Linked DNA regions of Sus scrofa: region 2 is linked to region 1. A link is a contact called in public Hi-C data. All regions are on one chromosome and are shown on one strand. Each heading gives the region's core, a stretch centred on a gene start, on an enhancer-like site or on the middle of the called end of the contact. The rest is flanking DNA. Distances are from core to core; before and after follow the strand shown.

Evidence for each region. A called contact is a pair of places that touch in the nucleus more often than the background predicts.
Region 2: a Hi-C map of heart right ventricle shows a contact between it and region 1, with 3 times the contacts expected there. The contact joins the promoter of SYNPO2 here to the promoter of PDE5A in region 1. A contact is called at or near these places in 1 of 47 Hi-C or Micro-C datasets (heart right ventricle) and 1 of 2 datasets of contacts at active chromatin or transcription factors (skeletal muscle).

The regions. Positions count from the first base shown.
Region 1 is chr8:104,267,411-104,275,022 of Sscrofa11.1, forward strand. It overlaps PDE5A (cGMP-specific 3',5'-cyclic phosphodiesterase), which reads left to right and starts at 3,448. Exons shown (of 22, transcript XM_021101648.1): 1 at 3,448-3,922. The coding sequence starts at 3,801.
Region 2 is chr8:104,839,326-104,846,937 of Sscrofa11.1, forward strand. It overlaps SYNPO2 (synaptopodin-2), which reads right to left and starts at 4,844. Exons shown (of 5, transcript XM_021100699.1): 1 at 4,552-4,844. The coding sequence starts at 4,656. All of the region lies in intron 3 of SEC24D (protein transport protein Sec24D), which reads left to right.

The DNA.
Region 1 (7,612 bases), core at 2,198-4,697:
TTTTTATTTATTAGTTGGCATTTTACTGTAAGGAACATTCCCTTCTCTTCTATTTATTTATCTAGTTGTTTATATCAGTATAGAATCACAGTTCCAAATCAATGACTTCTAATTTGTTACCATCAATATATATTTTGATATTCCATTTGCTTGAGATTTTTCCATTGAAAGCTCCTTTCAGAAATGTCCTCTGTTGTTCTGACATGTTGGCATCATTTTTAAGCCCTTCTTATTTTCCAATAAAACAAGATCTTACAGGCACGGTTTGTACTTCCCCTGTCACAGACCTGGAAATCTTTTCTCCAGAAACTCCTGGTTTCTTTTAAAGTGGAGAATGGAATTTAGAAGTCAAATCTGGGTACTAAATGTACTCACTTCCAAGTGAATGTCATTGCTTCTATTATCTCTCAGAAACAGAGCTGTAATATATAGAGATAAATTTAATAAAATACATGCAAGACAGGTACACTAAAAACTACAAGGCCAGGGTTCCCATGTGGTTCAGTGGGTTAAGGACTTGAAGTTGTTTCTGTGAGAATGCAGGTTTGATCCCCTCCCTCACTTAATGCTGGTTAAGGTTCTGGCATTGCTGCAAGCTGTGGCATAGATGCAGCTCAGATCCACTGTTGCCACAGCTGTGACACAGGCTGCAGCTGCAGCTCTGATTTGATCCATGGCCCTGGAACGTCCGTATGCCACAGGTACAGCTGCAAAAAGAAAAAAAAAAATAAACACTACAAGGCGTTGCTGGAAGAAATTTTAAAAGACCAGAATAAACGGATAGATATACTATGTTAATAGATTCTAGGACTCAATATTAATATGATATCAGTTATGAAGATGTCTTCTGCTTAGCATCTCACATGGTTGCAATCAACTTAATGGCTAGGAAAGTGTTCTAATCTGAAGCTTGACTGGGGAAATATCTGCTTCTGAGCTCACCCCAGCAGAATTGCAGTTATAAGACTGGGGGATTTATTTCCTGGCTAGCTGGAGCTCCTTGGAGGTTGGAGGCTGGAGGCTGGAGGCTGGCAACAGCTCTTAGAAACTGCCTATATCTCTTTGTCATGTAGGATTTCCCCTTACGATGTGCACACACACATACAGAATTGATTTTTAACTTTCAATTCCATTTCAATGTCAAAATGAGAAACCTAGATCCCATTATATGTGCAAATATAGGTACTCAATTTTCTTTTTCCTAGAATATACAGGTTTGCTGCAAGGAAACAAAAGATTTAAAAAAGGCAAGGCAGGAAAGATGTCATGACTTAAAATTTGTGTTCTCTTTTTTTGGAAAAGGTTTTGTTTGTTTTTTCCTGGTTGTATGACCAGTGCCTTCAGCAGTAAGAGATAGATAAAAGTCAAATCATGCAGAACCTTATAAGCCATGTTGGAAGTTTGGGCTTTATTTTAGTACAGTGGGAATCCATTGGAGGCTTTCTGTTAAGTTGTTGCATGTTTATTTGTCATAAGTAGCATTAATATCATTTTTCAAGTTATTTCCTGGTTGTGTTTATTACTTACTCATTTTCGACTTATTCTAAAACAAGATTCAAGATGCCTTGGGCAATCCATACCAGTAAGTTAAACATATATAAAATAATCAAGCAAATTGGGGTTGAGAATAAAATGGAGCTAGGAAACAAGAGGCCAGCATGAGACCAGTTCAAAATATGCTTACCTTTAAGTACTTTAAAGTTTCAAGAGGTGTTGTTTTATCTGAGTTTTCTAGAGTCTAGAACAGGCTGAAATGCCTCATTCCCCAATCTCTGGTGATATGCTTACCTCAGATAACAGGCCTTTACAGTAACCCCCAACCCACCATCTATACCACACAGAATTGAGGCTCACTGATAGGAGAATCCATGCATTGTTTTTCTTGCACAAATTTTTCAGAAGCCTTCCTGATTTCTGATAATTTAACCATTTCAGAATAGGAGACAAAAAGGACATATGGACATATAGTGCTTGTTTATTTAATCAAGGTAGCCAACCACTGCAAATGATTCAAGGCAAAAATTCACTCCATTAGTAGGTAAGTAGAATTTTAAATTATCATTGACCTCCTGAGAGAAGAAATGCATAGATTTCCACAGGGAAGAACTGAGCACTGAGGAAAAAGTCTCTAGTTTATCAACACTCTAATCACTATCATAGTAACAAATCAGAAGAGAAATAACATTTTAAAATCTGATAAAATTTATCAAGCATTATTTCACCTCTCCTTTGCTTTTTTTTAAAATTAGTTTGTGGCTACCTGCATTCCACAGTAAAATTTCAGAGAAATTGAAATTATAAAAGGAAAATTATTTAATGCAGGAAGTGTAAACCATTGCATTGAGGGATTAGAAGACATTTTTTTAAAGTTCTCATATTATCTATTTAATTATGTGTTTCTATGTAGTGAGTAATGTCTTACATTCTTGCCAAGAATATTTTGAAAGGAGTTTGTTAAAAGTATGTCAGCTAAATCACTTTTGGTATATCACTGCTAATGGTGTCGTTCACACGTTGTGAAACACAAGGCTCCAGATTTAATTCTGCCAAAAAAATTAGGTCACTGCAAAATACCATATTAAAACTCCAAATTCGGGACAGGGAGATGGGAATGAGGATAAAGCAAAGGAAGACACCAATTCTTTTTTGTAAAATATGGTAGGTATAAGACAAATCAGTGTTGGAAGACTGAACCTTTTTAAACAGATACTTTTTTCACAGTGTGTATGTATTAGTTTCAATCAGTACGAATCAATTAATTTAAAATTGGGCTAACTGGCTGCTCTGCACTGTACCTGGGTAGTGCCTGTACTCTCAAGTTAACTGAATTGTATGGAGATGCCCCTGTTTTCTGACTTCATGCACAAACCATCCGTGATTACTGTACTTCAATTTACCGTTTTCTTTTTCCAAAAAATCTTTTTCCAGTCAGGAAAGGGAGATTAAAGTAAATTAAGCCTTTGATGCAAAAACATCTGATTTATAGTTATTGTTGTTACTATTATTAACAAATTAAGCACAGGAATGGCTATGTTGGAAATAACCCACCAGGACCCGCAACTCTATTTTGGTGACACACGCGCCACATGCGCCACATCTCCTTAACTGGCCCCGTCGTTACCTGGGGTGCTTTGGGCCATTGCGCTGGCTGGCCTTCTAGTAAGGTGGGTACCCGCTCCTGCCACGCGCTGGGCTGGCGGAAAGCGAGGGGGGACAACGATTGTTCTCTCAGGCCTAAGAAAAAGCGTCCTGGCTATCACCACCTCTCACTTTTCGGGCTCAAATCCCCCCAGCTACTGCTTTCTGAGCTTGGGGTTGGTCCCCACAAGGCGACTTTCCCTTTCTTAGAGTGGGACCCTCAGCGAACACACCCACAGTCACCTTTGCGCGCTCTTCTGGAGCCCGCTCAGCACACAGCGCACCCCAGCGGCCGCGTGGCCTCCTCCTCTAGTTCTGGCCACTTGGCTTCCGGAGAGCTCGCCAGTCGCCGCCGCGGCAGCCTTGGAATCTGGGGACTCGAGAGACTTCGAGAGCCAGTCTGGGCCAGACCCCTGGGAAGGCGCGGGGCTGCTGCACCCAGCCCCGCCCGCCACACCTGAGTGCGGTGAGGATTGGGAGAGGCGGGGCGCGGCAGAAGGCTGGCCCGGTTCCTGAGCAGCTTCGCCGAAAGCCGGCCTGACTGGAGCAGGGCAAAGGAGGAGGGTCTCGAGACAGAGTCCTGCTCCTCCGAGGGAGGGACCCCAGCTGGGGTGGAAAACCAGCACCAGCCAGCCCAGCCGCAGAGACGCTCCGCGCTGATCATGGAGCGGGCCGGCCCCGGCTTCGCGCGGCCGCAGCAGCAATGGGACCAGGACTCGGTCGAAGCGTGGCTGGACGATCACTGGGACTTTACCTTCTCTTACTTTGTTAGGAAAGCCACCAGGTAAGAAGAGGACCCATGGAAGACCCGGCCGGGGCATGGAGCGTGGCCAGGGGCTGGTCTCTCTCCCCTATTGAATTTTCCCTGTGGTTACCCATTAAACAGCCTCCGCTCTCAGGCCCTTTGCTTTTGAAGTAGGTCCTTGATCCTGTTACAGGGTAGAGACCTCGACTTTAAGGCGAGTACAGTCGAAAAACCAAGCGTCGGATTCAATCTAACTTGTTCACAAAAGTTCAAATACGAAAATGTACTTGCCGACCCCCCAACTCCACCTCACCCCACCCCAGTAGCCCTGATATTCCCTGGGAGCAAGATTATTTTCCTACATCCGCGCTCACGGGCCTTGCTCCAGCCCTTCTTTAGACTCCTGGTTCCCCTAAATCTCCTTAGCGAAACTAAAACAGTTTTTGAGCCCCTTCCCTGCAGCTCCGGAAGCACCATCTCCAACGCCGTCCCTGAGGCTCCGCTCCTCCCCCGTCCCCCTTTGCCCCGGCCCTGGCGGGGCGGGGAAGCCCGGGTAGGGGCGAGACCACGAGAAAGCCCAAAGGCAGCAACATGCCGGAACCTCTCCGAAGTGAGTGCTGTCGCCGTTTGCCCCCTTCCAGTCCCCGGATTGTCCCGCGCTCCTCCTTCCCTTTGCTTTTTGCTTGCAAGGCGGCGCCGCCGAAAGGGCTCAGCAGTGGGGTTTGCCGCGCGCACACAAAGGACGCCGGGGAAGCGCGGCGAAGAGCAGACCCTGGGGGGGCGGGCAGGTCCCGTGCGGCCCTAGGCGACCCTAGAGGTCAGCTCTCCTTGGTCCGGAGCCAAGCGCGGGGCGGCTTCTGCGGAGGGAAGGGAGGAGGGAGCCTGTCCTTTGGGAGGCGGCTGCGCAGCGGACAGTCGAAACGCGCGTGGGAAACGCTCGAGGGAGAGTTGAGGAGGATTGAGGCTGAAGCCCAGGGACTAGGAGGGTGGAGCGGAGAGTGCGTGGCGGGCGGGTGCCTCGAAGCCTGAGAAGTTTGTGCGAAACCAGGGCGCGGGCAAGGCTGCTGCGCGCGGACTCAGGCTGACTCCTGGACGCACTCCTTTGGGGGAAGGGGCCCGAACTTCACCGTCGCCGACTGGGGGCAGCGGGTGCTGGCCGCCTCTGCCTGGAGGGAGACGCACGCGGGACGGTGATGGTGGAGGAGCCGGCCGGGGCTGGGCGCTGGGCTCCTACCCGCCGGCGCACGGCCGCGGCTCGGTTGGGCGCTCCCCGCCAGGGGGCGGCGCAGTGCGGGGCAAGCAGGCGGCGGCTGGCGGCGGCGCGGCGACTGGGGTGGTAGGGGAGCGGGCTTCGAGTCACCGGCCTCACCTGGGCACGTCGTCGCCCCCGGAGCCTCCAGGAGTCCAGGGTCCGCAGAGGCCGCCTGCACTGCACCTCCAACTTCCCGCTTTTGCTATGTTGCCTTTTGGAGACAAAACAAGGTACTTCTTTCAGAATCCCCTGGCCTTCCCACTTTCCCCGGGGGCACGGTGAGGCCCGGGTGCTGGGTGGTGGCGCCGGGGTCACGCCGGCGGGACGATGCTTCATTGAAAATAGACCGTATGACATTTTTGTCTTCCTTGACTTTCCTGAGGATGTGTTACCTTTAGGTCTTGGTTGGAGCTCTTTTTATCTGTGTCTTTTAACGAACATTCAGAGTTGGTGTCGATTTGATCACTCTAGGGGGTTTTTAACCAAGGCGATGGTTTCGGAGGACCTATCTTATCTTTTCTGTTAAATTACTCCTCCCTCCTTTAAAAATCCTTTCCCTCGCTTTCGCCTTCCAAAAAATACTAAATCTGTAGCGACCAGAGGATAAACCCTGAATGCAAAGTGGTTTCTTTTCAAAGGGCACTTTTTTGCGAGTTTGGGGTGAGGCAGGCACTAAGACCATCTAGGTCTGGAATTATCGATTGCCTGAGGCCAACAGTTTTAGGAGGTCACCCCTTCTGAGGCCATCTGTCCCCGGTTTCCTTTCACCCTTGCACACTTCCACCCTTCCGCCCTTATAGAATTATCGCGCATAGAATGAGTGGGTGGGAGAACTGGGCTGATATTTTAAGTGTGTGTTGGGGAGGGTGTTCTTTAGAGATGTTCTTTGGGCAGATTATTAAGGAAGAACAAAATTATTTTAAAATCAGTATAAATATCCTTTTTCTTTTTTCTTCCCTCTCCCTTTGAAAACGTACATTTGGGATTGTTTGGCGGTAGCTTTTTAACTCATACATAAAAACACTTCACTTTCAGAGCCTGTCAAAACTTTGAGAGTAACATTTTTTGGTGAAATAAATGGAAAGAGTTAAGTTACATTTCTTTTCATATTACTTTTTCCTCCCAAGTCGCATAGGATTAAAATTCCAGTTCTCAAAGTTACACTGCTTAGTGTAAATTTTAGATCATCTGAGACTCTATTAAAGGCTTTTTTCTCAGGGTTTTTATATTGTTGTTGAGAATAGGCTGAACGCTTTCTGTGATACATACATGTGTATATAATCTTAAGAGAAGTGTTTATAATGAGTATAAATTGGAAAACGAAAGTGTAATATATTCAAGAGTAGTGCAGGCCCTCAGTTTTAGGAGTTACTAAGAGCTGAAAGTTGTCAATGTGAGGAATATAATCTAAGACTTGTGTGTAGCCAGAGATTTTCAAGAAACAATATTTCAGTTTGAGCTTATATTTGGTGGCATTAACTGGAGACCTGAAATAAGAATGAGAGGTTTGGATATCAGTTGATTATAAAAATGCCAACCTGCTCAATCCAGTGTGATTCACTTGGTTGTGGTAAAACCTTATTGCAGACACTGTAACTTCATAGCTAAGTTTTGGTTTTTTGTTTTTGTTTTTTTTAATGGGAAGCTCACATTAGGTTTTTTTTTTTTTTTTTTTTTTTTTCTTTTCCTAGTCTTAGTATGTATAAAATGAGTACTGTAGAATGTGCTTCAGGAAACCGGTGAAACAGAATAGTTCTATAGAGGCCTTTGGCGTGTTTTAAGATTTGAAATAAATTTGGACCCATCTGCACCTGTAGACAGGCCTTGTTGATAGAACTATTTCTACTTTATTTGTTTTAATTGTTGTTTGACATTAATGCTTGCTTCTCTATCCTATCCTTAGACTGATTCATCTGCACTCAGTAATAGTCATTGAACAGAAGGAAGATTCTGGTACTCCTAAAGGCTCCTTTAAACAGCTGTGAATTTTGGTTAACCTTGAAAGTAATTATTGCCATTATATTACAATTGTTTCCTATAATTATCTTCAAATACAGAGCTAAGCACCTCCTTAAAAGCTATAGCTTTGAGCACAGAAGTAGGTTCTTTTTGGCAGTCAAAACCCGTTTAGGTGAATTTGAAAATGCCACTTCAGTCGTAATCTATTGACATAAAAATTAATTTGAGACTAGGAACTACAACCAGTAGAAAACTCTCCCTTGCTATTGTAGAAAACTTGACAGTCCTACAGGCCTAGATGCTATATGTTCATTAAGGGCTTAATGGTCATGTATTCACAGATAAAGACTTTCTGGTACTAATGCCACTTTAACAGCTGTTGTTACTTTTGACAGCATGTTAGAATAATTTACCTTTCATTAGTTACTAATCAGCTCTGTGATTGTGGGATATTGTAGGGGTAATATGATTGACTTTTTATTGCTTTGTTTTGTGTTAGGCAAAAGCTTGAGACTATT
Region 2 (7,612 bases), core at 3,594-6,093, 570 kb after region 1:
GCTTTTAGTTATTAAAACAGTCTAGTCCGATTACAGCTTTGATCTATCGTCTGACTGTAAGCTCCCTCCCTGAGTGCCATGGCTGGCTTGTGGCTCCAGGGCTTGGCATGGGGAGGAGAATACTGTCTGTTCCTTACTTGCCTCCCACCTGCTCCTCCCAGGTTGAAGGCTGGGAGGGAGATGGGAGAAGAAGGAGGAAGGTAGATCTATGTATTTATAACTGAAAGAGGTAGCATTCCTCTCTTGGTTGGTTGTTGTGCTTCTCTGGTTACTGCTGAGTGGCCATCACTGTCCTCTCTGTAGGTGGTGTCCAAATGCTGGACACTTGTGTGGTTTCTTCTGGGAGCTTTGGAGGGCTTCACCCTTCATGGTTCCCTAACACAGGAAATAGGGTTCCTGCCCAATACTTCTCTATTCCTTCCAAGCCCCCAGTAGTTTCTCAAGATGCCAGCTTGCTCTGGCCAGTCCCTGGCTAAAACCTTGGCCTTTCCAGGTTGGCCCAGCAAGATGGTTGAAGCACTGCCAATGACTTTCTGGGATAGTCATTCATCCACAGGAAATGCAAGGATCCCTGCCTTACCACATGGACAAGTTTCTATTCATTCTCATTGTTTCTCTTTTTCCTTCTCTCCTCCTGCATCTTCCTCCAGTTTTATTCTGCCACCTGCCTCTCCCTATCCCCTAACCCACGGTTCATACAGGCACTAGGCAGGCCAGCAACTGCATGGACAAGGAAGACACCCTACCAGGGATGCACCTGGAACATTTCCTGGCCATGACAAGGGCCTGATAAATGTGAGTTACATATGGACTATGTCTAGATAATGGCAAAGTTCATACATAGTCATGGTCATTATTTTATCTCTTGTCTTTCAACAAACAGTGATGTCTTAAAATATGCAATTCCAAAATTTTAAAAAAAAGTTTTTTTTTCTTTGTCTCTTTTTAGGGCTGCATTCACAGCATAAGGAGGTTCCCAGGCTAGGGGTCTAATCGGAGCTGTAGCTGCCAGCCTACGCCAGGGCCACAGCAATGCAGGATCCTTAACCCACTGAGTGAAGCCAGGGATCGAACCTGTGTCCTCATGGATGCCAGTCAGGTTTGTTAACTGCTGAGCCATGACGGTAACTCCCAAAATAAGAATTTTATATAACATTTGCTCACTAGCTTTAGCTAGCATACATGGACTTCTATAGGCATAGCTGTTTTTAGAATTTCCAGAAAATGCTAAAAAAATCATTTAAAAATGAAGTGATCAGTCATGGTTACTAAGAAAGATGTTTCTAGCTTTCCATACGAAGTAGGGAGCATTTATCCTGAAATATGCATATTTGAACACACAATCTTGCCTATTTTTCCCTTTAGAAATAACTAAGTTTCTTGATTTATTCTATTTGAAACATTTTAGAAATCTCATTGATGGCCCCAAGGATAAGAATATTATTTGAATGTGCTTTGCCTAAATACATTTTTATACAAACTTATAAAAAAGAGAGGACATACAATAATAGATGAGAATCAGTAAATCCACCTCTGCCTCATAAAGGGATGATTGTAATGTGTCATCTCAATTTTAATAGTTATTTGAAACTTTGAATTAAAATTTATTTTAATAAGTACCACAGTGATCTATACTTTTGAAGAAAGCTTACTTTTCTAAATATTAAAACATGGAAAGGATAAACAGTCTAAACACTTTTCATTATTTTCAAAATGCGAGTTATATTTGAATTGTTCATAAGATCAGTTTGTAAAACAAAAATTTCTCCCCATTTCTTTACGTGGAGATTTTCCAAAGTAATTTTCCAAGAGTATGTCCAGAAACATAGCCATTTAAGTACATGTTCCAAAAAAAGAGTTTTGTAAAGTAAAAGTGCTAACCTACTTTTTATAAGAACATCTGCACACACACAATGGGGTTTTGTGCTGTAATTCTGTCTGGATAATTTCGTTTCTGTGGATGATCTCTTGGAAATATACCTTGCAGAGTACTATTTTATGACTCTATTAGAAATGTTTGCTTCCCATCACATGTATTTAGAACATAAGTTAAAAGGTATATAAACATTTAAAAACCAGGGTGATGTTATTGACTATATGGGCCTTTTAAAAATTCAATTTATCTTGAAAACAAAACAATTTTATGGCCTTGAGCTTCAATGTCAATGAAAATTATTATTATTAATATTTCTGTTAGTGATATTTAAAATTTGGGGCTCTCCTACAGTTCAGCCAGCTAAATACTGAAAACATTAACATCTTTCAAAAACTACTAAACATGTCACTAGAAGGATATTTATTGGGAATTAGAAAGCTATTAAATTTCTGATCATTCTTAATAATATTAGACTAGTTTTTCTTTTGCTATTTAAGCTTTCTAGATTGTCATTCAATATGGAATTACTGAAAATCTAAACACTGGATATTTACAAGCCAAAAAAAATGTATTATTATCCATAGAACTGCTTTGTAGCATACCCATTTTAAGGGACATGATTCAAGCACTGTCTGAAATTCTTTTTTTTTTTAATATTTTCAATTCCCAAATTATTCCTTTTCATTTTCTTCAAAACTATGAGCATTTTACTTGCCGGCAGCCATCCCCTATCCAGCTTTTCTGTCTTTTTCCTTCACATCCTCCTACTTGGAGGTAACCTGGCTCTAATGGGTTTTCACCAGTCTTTAGAAGAGGAGAGTCTATGCCAAGCAACATACATTTACCGTGAACTCAATGAGAGACCTTTACTGGAACTGAGTTGACAATGTTATAAATGAAAAACAGCAATCTCAGTAAGGCCATGGCCTTGACAACACAGAAAGTGACAAACACTTTTCCAAGGGTTTTCTAGAACAAATAATGCTAGCATAAGAACATAATAAGTGTTAATTAAGGGGGGGAAGACCAAGAAAAGTGGACGTTGCCATTGTCGTTTAGAAATTTTATCTTCTTTAGAAGACTCTAATCATTTTTTAACGCAGAAAAAACTATAGATAATCATCTCTCTCTTTCATACACACACACACACACACACACACACACACACACACACACACGCATCAGATGAGTCAGGGAGGGTGATTGGTCTCAGGCCTGGCTGCAAGTTAGATCAGAGCTGGAATTAGAACCCAAATCTCAGTAACAGGAGTCAGCCAACTGCTATTCTAGACCCAGGACAAATCCACTTCAGTCTCCTGAATTCTACATACACTGAATTAGGCATTAATATTTTGTCTGATGTTGCCTGCCACTGACTCCTAAAGAAATGCAGTGAAAAACCAGCTTTCTGTACCCTTTAATCACTCTGCCAGTTCCAAGCCGAAGACCTGAGGCAAGGTACTTAACTTCTCTGGGTTCTTTGCTCATCTAAAATTAGCAGATTGAACTGGTGATCGCTGAGAAATTTTCTAGTTCTAAAAATTTCTGCTTTTCATCTCCTGTTTTATGCTTCATGCTTGATGTTTGAAATTTTCACTAGGTGGCAGGATTCCACCATCACATTATGAAAGGGTTTTCTGGGTGCAGAAAATTTCAAAGAAACTCCTGTCTTCACAGTGAACAGTAAAAAAAAGGAATAAGCCAAAAGAAAAGAATAACTACAAAGGTTAGGAGTCCATATATTTCATAAAGATCTAGATCCATTTTTAAGGTAAGTATAAAATAGGAAATTAATCAAACGTTCTTTCATATAGTACTTCAATTTAGTATTAAAAGAAAGTAAAAGCCTTCTTATTTTCATGCATTTTAAGACTTGTTTTAACTGAATCACAATTAGACAATGTCAGATCCCCACAAGCAAACTGGTAAATATGTTAAGCTAAGAAACACACAAGCTAATGGAAGTAAAAATATCTAAAATAGTTAAAATCATTATTAGATGCATCTCAAGGTTACTTCTAAGTTACAGTGTATTCCCAGTGCCTTTGAATTTTATTTTGAGCATATTAGCCAGAAGAATACGCATGATGGAAGAAAGTACTTGAATTTTTCTATCTACTAGCCAAATCCTTAAAAGAGTATTCTTTCAAGTAGATTTTATGACCTCTCCATCATGTTTTTTAAATTATTGCTCCAAATGAGCCTTCCCATGAATGTTGTATAATGAATGTCACTACCAATACTTTATAAGAGTCCCCAAATAGCCAAGCTAATTGGTTATGCTGAGCTGGGCATTTCTCCTCTGCCCGGCCAAGTAAAGTGACATGAAACAATAACTCAACTGTATATTCTAATATTGCCTAGAAGAAACTTTTCCAAGTATCTTGCTGGTTGCTATAGAAGCTGATTAACTAGGCTTTTCTTCATCTGACAATTACAGCACCCTTCTTACCCCCTATTAACGACTGGTTTATTACATACATCCTATGTTACTCTCCAAAGGTTGGTTTGTTTCTTTTGTTCGTTTGGGAAAAAAAAGAAAAGAAAAACCAAACCCACATCCTAGAAGAATTCAATCAGCATCAAAATCAAACTTAAATATAGACTGCTGAATCAGAGCCAGAAAAACCCAACAGGTTGCTTTCATTCCTTCCTTCCCAGCCCGGTGATCCTACCTTAGCAACTTGTAAGGGCTGCTGCTGCTCTTTGCCACCTTGCAATCTGAACCCCCAGGGCGCCCCGCCGGTCATGGAAATGCAGATAAAATCCCCCGTGCCCATTTTCTTCTTTTAGTTGGGTAGCATGAAGAGCTTGAAAGGACAGACGAAGTCTGCGTGCGGTTGAGGCTGTGCACTCAGCTCCGGGGTCCCGCCCAGGACCAGTACTGGGGCGCACAGAGACTGGGCTGCAGCCGCCGCCGCTGGCCGGGTCGCAGCTGCTGCGAGTTTGCGCCGCTAATGGGATCACTGACAAGGCGGTGGAGGCGCTAGAGGCATTGAGGACGCAACCCACTCTTGCGTCACGCTCCTTTGCTCAGCCCACCTTCAGGGAACCGAAAGAGCCTCACACGTAAGAAAAGGTCCCCATTTTGAGCAAGATGCGGGGCTGGGTGGGGGAACCAAAAGTTCTCTAGTTCTTCCTGATTAAATCCCAGCCCTTAAAAGAAAGAATAATGGGAAAACTTCCATTTAATATTTCTATAAATAGTAGAGGACGCATGAAGGTTTTAAGCTGCAGGCCACGAGTGACATCCTAAAATATGAGTTCTGAGAACTCAACTACGAGAGGATTAGATTCTCTCAAATAAATGTTTTGAGAATTACCACACTGATGATTGAAACAGACAAGGGGAGTTAAAATGGATTAAATTATTCATTTTCTTAGCTTTTACTGTTTGCAACCTGCAGAACTAATCCCATAAGAAGAGAAAATAAAAGAAAGCAAAACATTTATTTAAAAGAAAAAAAAAACCCTTTTACTCTGAAATGTACTTTTCTGAACTGGTGTGTTTATAGTTCAGAAGAAAGAAGAGACAAACAAAAAGAGGGAGGAAGGATTTACTCCTGGAAACTGCGTTCTTATAACTATATCTAATTGCACGATTTGGAATATTTTGTTTTATTTTTTATTTATTATTATTATTATTATTTGTCTTTTTGCTATTTCTTGGGCCGCTCCCGCGGCATACGGAGGTTCCCAGGCTAGGGGTCGAATCGGAGCTGTAGCCACCGGCCTACGCCAGAGCCACAGCAACGCGGGATCCGAGCCGCGTCTGCAACCTACACCACAGCTCACGGCAACGCCGGATGGTTAACCCACTGAGCAAGGGCAGGGATCGAACACGCAACCTCATGGTTCCTAGTCAGATTAGTTAACCACTGCGCCACGACGGGAACTCCTGGAATATTTTTAATTTTCATTAAAAATTAAAGTAATGTTTCATTTTCTTTCTTCCTTAACAAGAAGAAAACTTCTTAAATCTTCATGGTCAGCCAACTGCATGCTATGTCATGGACAAATTTCTTTTATAGTTCTTCCGTCATGTGTTCTGAGTCGGGGTGGTCCAATATAAAAGTTGATTTTATATGTGGTCCAAAACATTTTAATGTTTTAAATCTGAATACATCCTACTAAATGTACAAATGGAACATTTTTATTTTCCCATAATACTTTTATTTTCCATGACATTCATCCACATAAAAACAAGCTAAATAAAGAAGAGCCTGGGAAAGTTAGTTTGTGGCACTAGACCAGTGACTTACAGACACTTTCCCTGTTTTAGTACTGGGAAGCATTAGACAATGATCAGTTACACAGTCCTGCTTCCAGAACCCAAACATGTCATGGGATTTTATTTGTGTCTCATCACTAGAGTAAGAAAGATCCGTAATCAGAGACTGTTAGCACCAGAAGAGATCCTTTGAGGGTCATGGGGACCAGACTCTCCGAATTTGATTCTCTTCAGAAAGGTGAATTGACTTTACCAAAAACCTTTCCTTAAAAAAAGAATTTTACAAGTGACATCGTAAATATAAACTCTGAAAACAAAAGAAGAGAACTTTTTACATTTATTCTTTCTACTTTCTCCTGTCTCTTGTCTTCACCCACTCCAATTTAGCTTCTGTCCCCACAAAAGGAAAAGTTCTCAGTATCTTATTACTGTCTTTCTCTTGTGTAGCCTTTGATATTATTGACCACGTTCTCCTTAAACTGTTTTCTCTTGAGGCATCCAGGATACAACATGCTCTTGGCTCTCCTCTTGCCTCACTAACCATTCCTCTCTTGCCTTAAACAGTTCTTGGCTTCAATTAATCCATTAAATGCTGGTGTTCTGTGCCAGGGCTATGTCCTGGTCCTCTTCTCACCTTACTCCCTTTCTATGGGTTCTGTCATTTACCCCAGGGAATTTAACCTCCACCCCTCAATTCCAGATCCCTTTCCTTAACTCCAAGCCAGCATATCCAACTGCTTATTAAACTTCTTTCTATGCAACTAGCTCACAGAAACCTAAAGCTCAGTATATTCAAAATCAAGTTCATTATTTCTCCCCCAAATCCTATCTTCTCCTTCTAGGTTCCCCATCGCAGGATAATTGACTAAGCCATTACCTTTCTCTTCTACATGGTTCCCTTCGACCCTGACTTAAATGTAAATATGATGCTGGAAGGTGGAACTGGGGCAGCCATCTTGTGACCATGAGGTAAAGCCAAGGATAAAAGCAAATACTCCAGTTCTGACTGAATTAATGCCAACAGCTATCCACTTCCAGTCCTCTTATTGTGTAATGATAATAATAATAACAATAACTCATACTTTTAAAAACTGCTATAGATCCAGTTTATTGTTAACTTGCAGCCAGCACACTCCTCACTGCTGCACTCAAGGAACAGCTTCTCCATCCAAACAGTTCTTTCAGATATAGGAACAGGAACTGACATATTGCTATAATTTACTGAAGATTTATTCTGTGTCAGGAACTGGACACATACTATTTTATTTTTTTATATATTTATCTTCAAAGCAGCCATGCTAAGTAGTTATTAGTATCTCCCTTTTGCTGGTAATTAACTCATACTTAGATGCTGTATAGGGTCAGGGTTTGAACCTTTGCCTGTGTGAATTCAAAATAGCTGTTCTTATCATTGCTATCCTGTCTCCAGGCATTATATATTTCTTCATGCTCATTTTGTGCATCCAATTACTCATTAAGACCTGTGGCTCCAACTTCTAAATAGA